Linked DNA regions of Mus musculus: region 1 is linked to region 2. A link is a contact called in public HiChIP or PLAC-seq data. All regions are on one chromosome and are shown on one strand. The core of a region is the stretch at or near the end of the contact, and the rest is flanking DNA. Distances in the headings are between cores, read along the strand shown. Region 1 overlaps Gm46587 (a long non-coding RNA gene). Region 2 overlaps Ttc7 (tetratricopeptide repeat domain 7).

Region 1 (4,551 bases), core at 546-3,045, 210 kb after region 2:
TTACAGACAGTTGTGAGATGCCACGAGGGTTCTGGGAACCAAACCTAGGTCCTCGCTGCCGAGTCATCTCCAGCATCCCATCCCCCACCACTTCCCAGCTTGGGTTTTGGTTTTGGTTTGAGCTAACCGTAGTATGTGAACTATTTACTGACTTTAGAAAAAGCAAATTTTTGCTGCCCGAGGTTGAGGGCAAATTAAATAAATTAAGAAGTAAAAAATCAGCCATGATAGCAGCCTGTGCTGCTGAGCATTCCTAGGGTTAAAGTAAAAGGAGATTTTGTTTCCTGCTCGGTTTAACCTGTGCAGATCTGTGTGCAAGACCTGGAATCTGAGGACCTTAAAGGTCGAGGCGTACCACAGTCTAGGCTGCAGACAGCCTTACTTTGGAGTCAGTGTGTTTTTATGCACACATGAAACACAGCAAGCAGTGATCCAAGGAAGGGTTTGAGTTCAGGAAAAAAACAACACATAAATAAACATCAGTAAGCACATACTGAATACTGACAGAGCAGCCCTATCCCAGAACTTCGTCAGGACAGACCCACGGAAGCACAGTTGCCTGGACGTACTATAGATTCTATCTGGGAAAGCATGGAAGCAAGGCAGAAGGCCGTATCAGATTCAGGGTTCGCTGACCAGGCTGGGTTCTACCGTATGATCTGACATCCATCAAGAATAAATTGAAATTTGAATGCCAATGTTTGTTGCAGGAGGCACAAAATCATGTCTGAGAACAATTCAGGGAACAAAGTGCCCTCTGCCTTTTCTCCTGGAGCCTCGCTCACAGTTCCCCACAGCACTGCTCACGATGGTAGTCCTTTGACGTGGCAACAATCCTTCCTGCAATGAGCACCTGTGACTGTTTCCTGGTAAGCCTAGACCAACGATGACGAAGCAGCCAAGAAGCTAGTGTTCTGGCCTAGTTTCATCTCTGTCATGGTCTGTTTGTCATGTCTCGTGCCTTTGGGTATGAGTGGATCCCAGGGTGATCTCCTGTGGGAAGCCACAAACGCCATTACAAGATGGCGCTGGCTACCACTGGCCACCACCCATGATTATGGGTAAACAACCAATGTGCGCACGTGCATAAGAGTTTTTTGCCTAGTCACTGCCTGGCCCGACGCATATTAATGAGGTACTGGTAGCATAACCAATCAGGTATGGACACGTCACTCCTAGGCCTATATAAGCAGCGCCATTTCTGGGGCTCGGGGTCTTTCGCCTACGCCGTCCATGCTCTCCCAATAAACGTGTTGTAGAAGGATCCTGTTGTGGCGTCTCACTTGCTGGCAAGTCAGGCGTCCCACAATCTCCTCTTTACTACTTAATTTATTGATTATTCAGTGTTAGGGATCAGAACTAGAACTCCACAGAAAGTAAATACTTTAACCTGCTCTACACTCCTCTCTCTCTCTCTCTCTCTCTCTCTCTCTCGGGAGGGTGGCAAGACAGGATTTCTCTATGTAACAGAGCCCTGATTTTTCTGGACTGACTCACTTGTAGACCAGGCTAGCCTCGAGCTCACAGAGATCTGCCTGTCTCTGCCTCCTGAGTGCTGTAACTAAAGGCATGCACTGCCACCAACGCCTCTGCCACCACCACCACCACCACCACTTAGCTTGAGTTCTCAAAGGATCCTGATGGCAGGAAAGAGAAAGAAGGGGGAGGGGCAACTGTGTCCAAAAGATCCAATTAGTTCAGGGCCACAGGAGTGACTTCTCAGTACAGTGTACAACCGTTACCGTATGTGTGAGCCAGAGGTAAGGTGGATGTCTAATGGTAGGCTGGGCCCTGACTTGGGGCTGGAGTGTCTGTTCCCATGGGTCAAAGGTTGAGCCCTTTCCTAGGAATCACGTATTTACTCTTTGACTCATCCAGCAAATATCTCATTCCTTGAAGCTACAGATATTTATTGAGCATCTACTATGTTCTAGTATAGGCACTGAGGATGTAGCAGGGACCAGACACATGAGAAGTAACACAGACGGATGAAATAGTCAGTAGATTAGACAGTGCTAAGGAGAAAAACCAAGTCTAGAGGAGGGTAGCAGACGCAAGCCTTCATCCTACGAAAAGCATCTCAGATAAGCAAATTGACACTGCAGTGAACACCCAGTTAAGGAACTGAGGATTGAGTCATGCAGGAGTCTGGGGAAATATTTGTTGAGGTCCCAAAGAATTTCTACCTCTGTGGGCAGGTGGGGGGTGGGGGGTGGGGAGAGGAGGCTGGGCCCTGGCAAAATTCCAGCCAAAGGCCACCAGAGGAAGGAACACCTAAGCTAGGTTTCCATTGCACAAGGGCACTGTTAAGTGTGTCGATCCTGTGTTAGGAACAAAAGCCGAGGGTCTTCACAAACTATGCCCAGGAAATGGGAGACGTTTTGTGTCAGGATCATTTTTCAGCTTCATGGTTTTTTTTTTCTTTTTCCAGAAGACTATTTTTATAAATTACTGATCATAGCATAATCTGAGCCCTTAGCAACCGTCTGGTGTTCATGGTTTCCAAATGTGGTGAGAAAAAGAATCCTCTGAACTGCTTGGATGAAGGATACTGACTTCAGCCTGCCCCGGTGGCACACGCCTGTCATCCTAGCTACTGAGGATGCCAGGGAGGGAGGTGGTAAGATAAAGGCTCACCTGGACAACTATGTGGAGAGACTCTTTCAGTGAATAACTATAAAATGTTTGTCAGAGTACTTGACTAGGCAAGCATGCAGACTCAGATCAAGTGAGTCTGCAGTACCAAAGTGAAAAAAGACCCTATAGACTCCACCTCAGCCTTGGTCAAAGTTCCAGCCCTTGGCGGGAGGTGGGGGGAAGGGGTGGGCTGAGGCAGGAAGATAGTGAGTTCTAAACCATCCTGAGATAGACTCTGTCTGCAAAGACTAGACCAAACTAAACAAACCTGGATTCTAGCCATCACCCCAGCCCTGTCCCCAGAGGGCTCTGGATTCTGGCTGTCACCCAGCCCTGCCCCCAGAGGGCTCTGGGGTCTGCATGTTTAGCCAGCACCCTAGGTGACTCCACTCCAGGCTGTTTGGGAGGCTCAGAGAGTGTTTACAAACAAGGGAAAGGAGGCCTGGTGAGAGGCATGTCTTGCCCAAGGGAGAACTGGTCAGTCAAGCAGGGCTGGGAGTGATACTTCAGTTTCCCAACTCCCTCTGTCTGTGACTGTTTTTATTTTCACACAACACAAAGATAGCCTGTGATATTGGAACAGATGCCAGGCCGGGCATTTGTTAAGATATGCCAGTAATAAAGGACATAACAATTACTACCTTTGAGAGCTGAGTGCCCTAGTTACAGTCTGTAAGGGAATGCTTGGTTCTGTTTATGGGGCCCAATAAAATGATGAATAATATGTGAGCTAACTGATTTGGTAAGAAAAGTTTTTTCTCACACAATTTTTATTTTTGTTTGTTTGTTTTTCAAGAAAGGGTTTCTCTGTGTAGCTCTGATTGTCCTTCCTAGAACTCGCTCTGTAGACCAGGCTACCCTCAAATTCAGAGATCTCCTGCTTCTGCCTCCTTAGCACTGTGAGCAAAGGTGTGCCTACCACCATACCACCCTTTTATTTATGATTTATTTACGTGTGTGTGTGTGTGTGTGTGTGTGTGTTATGTGTGTTATGTGTGTGTGTCCACAGAAACCAAACAAGGGCATTGGCTCCTCTGGAACTGGAATCAGACATGGTTGTGAACTGCCTCGTGAGTGCGGGGGATCTAATCTGGGTCCTCTGGAAGAACAACCAGGGCTCTTTTTGTTGTTGTTGTTTAAGAGTTTATTTTATTATTACCTTTTCATCTTCTGGGTGTGAGTGTTTTACTTACACATATGTCCGTGTACATACATCCCTGGTGCCCTCAAGTCCAGAAGAGGATGTTGGATCCCTGTTACTAAAGTTACCATGTCGGAGCTGGGGGTGGAACCTCTAGACCCTCTGGTAAAGTATCCAGGGCTCTAAACCACGGATCCACCCTTCCATCTCCATAAAAGTTGTAAATTACATTTTATTCACTGTGTGTGTATATATATCTGCATGTGTATTTGTATGTGTGTGTGTCTCTGTCTGCCTGCATGTGTGTTTATGTGGTGTGTGTGTGTGCGCGCGCGTGTGCACTTGCTAGGTTTTTATATCAACTTGACACAAACTAGGGTCATTTGGAAAGAAGACTCTAAACCGAGAAAATGCCTCTATAGGATAGACCTGTGAACACACCTGTTGTGATTTTCTTGATTGATGGTTGATATGGGAGGGCCCACTGTGGGTGAGGTCACCTCTGGACTGATGGTCCTAGGTGCTATAAGAAAGCAGGCTGAGCAAGCCATGAAGAGCAAGCCAGTAGGCAGGACTCCTCCATGGGCTCTGCATCAGCTTCTGCCCCAAGTGCTCTCTGTAACTTCCTTGGATGGTAGACCATTTAGCTCTCCTTCCCTCCTCAGGTTGCTTTTGGTCATGGTGTTTCATTACAGCGATAGAAACCATGACTAAGACAGTGTTGATGGGTACATGCATGCCCACCGTGTGTGTGTGGAGATCAGAGGATAATA
Region 2 (4,691 bases), core at 333-2,832:
AGAGACTGCACCCGGGGAGCTGCAGAAGCTGCTCTAGGGTGTGAGACCCTGTACAGTATTGTTCCCTGTTACTACAGTGCGCTGTTCTGCAGAGCACGAGGGAATGGGGGTGATCTACCCCGTGGAGACCTCCCTCACTCGGTTTGCTCAATTAGTGGGATCCAATGACGTGGAGAAGTCCGTCTTTATCAGCTCTGCTTTGATCTGAACTGGCCCTAAAAGGCTACAAAACTAACAGATAGGAATTCCCTTTGCCAATAAATTAAAACTGTTCCCCACAGATGAAACCCTGGGGTACAGAAACCCATGGATTATCAGGAAATGTCATTGAATCCATTACAGGTCAGGGATCACTGAAAAATGTCACTGCTTTTCGGCTGCGTGTCCCGCTTCCCCAGCTGGCCCCGTGCTAAGAGCAGGCCGTATGGGACTCCAGCTGTTGCTAGCAACTAATTAAACCACCAGTCCAGTAAATATTGCTCAGCAAAACAACAGACCAACCTGCCACGGCCTGGCCTCATCAGCCCCAGCAAAGTGTATTCTCAGGCCTGTGACATGGCTTGTCTCCCACCAAGCCACCTTGCAGCGGCTATCCTGGTGGCCAGGCCTTCTAGAGGCGCCCCCTTTCCTGCAGAGTCATCAGTCAGTTCAGTGGACCCAAGGACTGTCGCACATGGAGGACAGAAGCCAGCAGGTCAGTGTAGGGATGGTTGCTTTGCCTGCTACTGTTTGGGAGAGGCCTAGACAAAGGAGGATGCTGACCGCTAAGCAGACTCCCATCTTCTAAGTTTATCCTAGTAGGAGAGCCAAGTCAGGTCACTGCCCTGAGTCACGTTTATCACTTAGGTGCCACCGGCAGCAATGTGTTCCTCTTTAAATAAAATAAATTTAACAACCTGCCCTGACTCTTCTGCTTCTCAAGTGTGCTGAGACACGGACTGAAGGTCCCTGGTTGGTGGACTTCTGTGTCTGAGGTCCCGGTGTGGAGGGGAGGCCACAAAGTTCCGTCGACACCTGGCACTGACAATGTTTAGTGAGTGAGCCAGGAGCTTGAAGGAAGGGGATCCGGATGAGGCTGGGCTGTGAGTGACACAGGGGAGCAGTCACTGTCCCCACACGGGCACGCAAGGTAGAACCCGGCCTCTGGTGAGTCCAGCTTCTGAAGACCCTTCTTACTTGGGGATTAGGAAGCCAAGTGCAGGGGTCTTGATGCCCGGCCCGTGCTGAGGGACGGCCTTCGGTTAGCCCGGCTCAGGTTTAAAAATGCAGAAACGTGAGGAGGCAGACTGACTCCTCCACGGGGACAGTATGAACCTGGTGTGATGGGAACCAGATATCCCTAGCAGCTTCCTGAAACCCTCTGGGCTTTCCACTAAGCCCTGGACACATGTACCAGGAGGCCCACGGCCAGGCGGCCCACAGGCTTCCTGTGGGGAATGGGAGAATTTCAGCAGGCCCAGAGTTGTCTCTGCTGGTCCTTCCCATCTTTGAAGCAGCTGAGAAGCCTGACCAGGAGGGAGAGGAATCTGGGGTGGGGAGGGATGGACCACCATGAGCACTGTAGGGAGATGGTTTTAGGTAACACATTCCTTCAGCTTTAGTCAGGCCCTTGTAGTGAAGGTCACCATAGAAACCAAACAAAGTCCCTAGGCCAAGGATGGGAGCTTTCCAATAACCAAGCTGTCAGCCATTCCCCCGCCCAGCCCTGCAGCCCGCCAGACTGACTCTGAGGACCCAGGGCCCACAAGTGACACGGGAGTAAATGTGTTTTCTTCCTACCTCCACAGTGGGCAGGGCCATCTACCCACCCCTTATCTGACACAATAGACATTCCTGAGAGCCCCTGCTGGCCCAGCCCCTAGTCCTAGGAGACTGGGGAAGTCCTGAGGGAGCCATGTGTCAAAGCCACAGAGGAACTTGCCAGTGGAGGAACAATATGGCCCTCTCCACAAGCCACTGCTCGCCCCAGATAAACAAACGAACTGCTGCATCCATCGGCCCCAGGAAACCAGGGCTGTTTTGGAAAATGTTTGAGGTGATCTAACTAGGTATTAGCTGGAGCCAGACTGTAGCTAGATCCAGTCAAGGCTGAAACTGAGCCTCCAGGGCATTTCTCCGAGCCACCTACCCACCCCACCCCCACCTCAACACACCTACTTATCAGGTTGCATGTGACATATTTCTGGAGGGGTAGTCCACCAAGCAGAAGGGATCAGAGTCCTGGGACTTGTGCTAACATTTCTGCCTTAAACCCAGTGTGTTTATTGGATTGTTCTTATTAAGGGCTTGTAGCACATCAAAAGGATGCTTAAAATACCAACACTTGAAGAGGGGGTGGGGATCAGAGGTATTAACACTAACATAGTTTATCACTCTGCTGGGTTCACTAAACACGCTTGGCTGCCACAGTGCGCGGGGACAGCAGCCAGGACTCTCTGGCCATGTGGCCGAGGAACTGCTAAGCCAGGCATAATCACGGGCACCGGGCACCGTCAGATCCTTCTCAAAGGTCAGCTACTCCTTGGCTGAGCGGCGGTTGGCGGTCAGCGTTTCTCCTCCTTGGCTCTCCCGTGAGCACCTCCGTGGTGACTGTAGTGACTTAGGACCGGGGCAGAGCCCTGTGCGTGCATTAACTGCTCTGCCCCGCAAGCGCCTGCCTCTTCAGTGGGAAGCCATTAGGGTTAGCAAGCTGGCTGGAAACCAAAGATGCAGAGACTGAGGCTCTATCTACCAGGCCAGAACCTCCCCTTTGTCCTAACTGAGAGCTTCTCAGCCTACCTGAAATGGCAAGGCCTTTTGTAGTGTGAGTCCTGTTCAAGTCTGAGAGGTTATTAGGGAGGTTGTTAAGTGACCTGTGGTAGGAGGATGTTGGGAGGCTGGTGGGGTGGGGTCAGCTGACAGTCGGTGCTGCACACAGATGGAATAGTTTGTTCAGGGCACCATGAACCAGATCTGTAGGCTGGGGCTCCTCGCCGGGTGGAGCATGCGGGGCCTTTGAAGGCCGTGAGTTACTGCTCCAGGAAGCTGGGACTTTTGGGCTGTTGCTTTTTAAAGCTTCAAAGTCGGATTGAGTTAAATTTATTAAGAGATGGAGGGATCATTATGAGCCTTCGACATTAGGGAACAGGGGCCACAGTAATCCTCCACACCACGGGGGAAAATCATTAGCTTTAAGGTTAAGAACTGCTAAAAAAGGATCCCTCGAGTGTTAGAGATTAGTCTGAGGGAAAGTCATAAAACTAGGGACGGCCCCTCCCTTCTCAGGGAGGCCATGCCTGTGAGAGTCCCTATAAAAATCACACCCTCCAGGAGCAGGTGCCTGAGTTACCCGCCCCTCCCCCTCCTGGCTTTCCCAGAGCAGTGGGATGTGGAGGATCTAGGGAGCCCTGCATCACTTAGCATGGCCCTGGCATCCAAGATGAGGCTGGGCCTCCTTGCAGAAGCCTGGTGGTAATCACCGGCTGCACGGGCACCTAGGGGACTGGCTGGTGCTGTGGGTGTCCCCGAGGGAGGACAGCTCCTCTCTGTGTCTGTCCGTGCACATCCTGTTACTCTGTCATGAAGCGGGGACCCCTGTTGCTGCTCCAGATTTTATCCCTGCTTTTCAGCTTCCTCCACCCCACCCCCGGCTACCCTCCTGATCCCTCTGGCATCCAAGTTCACTGGTCCCCAGAGACACCTCTGTTCTTGGAGCTTTCCCACTTCAGACCTAAACCTCTGCCCTGGAGACTGGATGCTGACCTTTGCCCCTTGTATTATTGAAGTCTGAAGGTCTCTCTGTGGCAGAGGCTGCATCCTCTACTCTGCTTGCTGCCCTAGTGTGGGGGAGGGGGGTGGAGGATGGGTGTGAAACTGGACACTTGTACACCCCAGGAGACACTCAGATTGGCAGGAAGGGACTCCTGGGGCAGAAGGAAGAGAAGGGGAGGAAACCTGGAGGATTTGGGCATCTCATGGTCCTGGTCCTGCTTAATTGTTCTGATTTGACTTTATTTGTGTTGTTTTTAATAGAACAAGATCTCATGTAACCTAGGCTGGCCTCGAACCACTGATCCTCCTGTCTTTACCTCCTGAGTGCTTGGAGCATAAGCTTGCATTACCACACCCTCACTACCACACCTACCATAATTTAACTCTGATATGAAGAAGTTAATGGCAAAGTGAGGTGACCTATCAAGTGAGGTTAAATATCTGGTAAGGGACAGCACGGGGACTAGAACTGGTAGCTGGGCACTGTGGCCTGCCTGGACCCCTGGGGCATTGCATTTCTGCATTGACCTTGTTCTCCCAGCGGCCCCAGGAGTCATGGAAACTGTTGCCATTCGAGTTTTACAGATCAGGGCGTGGATGGGGCTCTTAGTTTGTGTCTTACCCCAGGCTCCATGGCTCCAACCAGGGACGCCATTGTCATCAGAGTCAGCTCAGCTCTCTGAGGCCAAGCTGGGGAAGCCAGGGATTTCACTGGGCTCAGGCTCCGACCTGAGAAGTTAAACCTTATAGCAGTGCGGCCCTCACTCAGAGTACACCTTGCTTTTTCACTCAATTATATGTTTTCTATAAAAATAGAACTCTTCATTAAAATGGCGCAGCAGGCCATCAGCTAGAATTACTAATTACTGTCCTTTAGAGAGATAATGTCCCCTTCTGCACACTCGCCACACCTGCCGCCACCCTTCAAGGAGCCAGAGAGA

The links. HiChIP or PLAC-seq counts read pairs in DNA pulled down with a chosen protein or histone mark.
Region 1: a contact with region 2 is called in a FOXA1 HiChIP or PLAC-seq map of pancreatic cancer cells. The contact joins two enhancer-like sites. A contact is called at or near these places in 1 of 15 datasets of contacts at CTCF or cohesin (the NIH/3T3 cell line), 20 of 484 Hi-C or Micro-C datasets (the N1E-115 cell line, bone marrow-derived macrophages, cerebral cortex and 9 more), 32 of 115 datasets of contacts at active chromatin or transcription factors (CD8 T cells, T-cell acute lymphoblastic leukemia, acute myeloid leukemia and 22 more) and 2 of 9 other capture datasets (embryonic stem cells and embryonic tail).

Annotation. Positions count from the first base shown.
Region 1 is chr17:87,561,051-87,565,601 of GRCm38.p6, forward strand. The region is part of intron 1 of Gm46587 (a long non-coding RNA gene); the gene reads right to left. Among named protein-coding and RNA genes, the nearest start is that of Gm46587, 7.4 kb to the right of the region's middle. Within about 2 kb of position 1,796, at least 31 of the 459 cell types and tissues checked have an H3K27ac peak or open chromatin away from gene starts, as enhancers often do. A contact at or near this core is called in pancreatic cancer cells and trophoblast stem cells, where this site is marked.
Region 2 is chr17:87,349,274-87,353,964 of GRCm38.p6, forward strand. The region is part of intron 15 of Ttc7 (tetratricopeptide repeat domain 7); the gene reads left to right. Among named protein-coding and RNA genes, the nearest start is that of Gm52284, 45 kb to the left of the region's middle. Within about 2 kb of position 1,583, at least 158 of the 459 cell types and tissues checked have an H3K27ac peak or open chromatin away from gene starts, as enhancers often do. A contact at or near this core is called in pancreatic cancer cells and trophoblast stem cells, where this site is marked.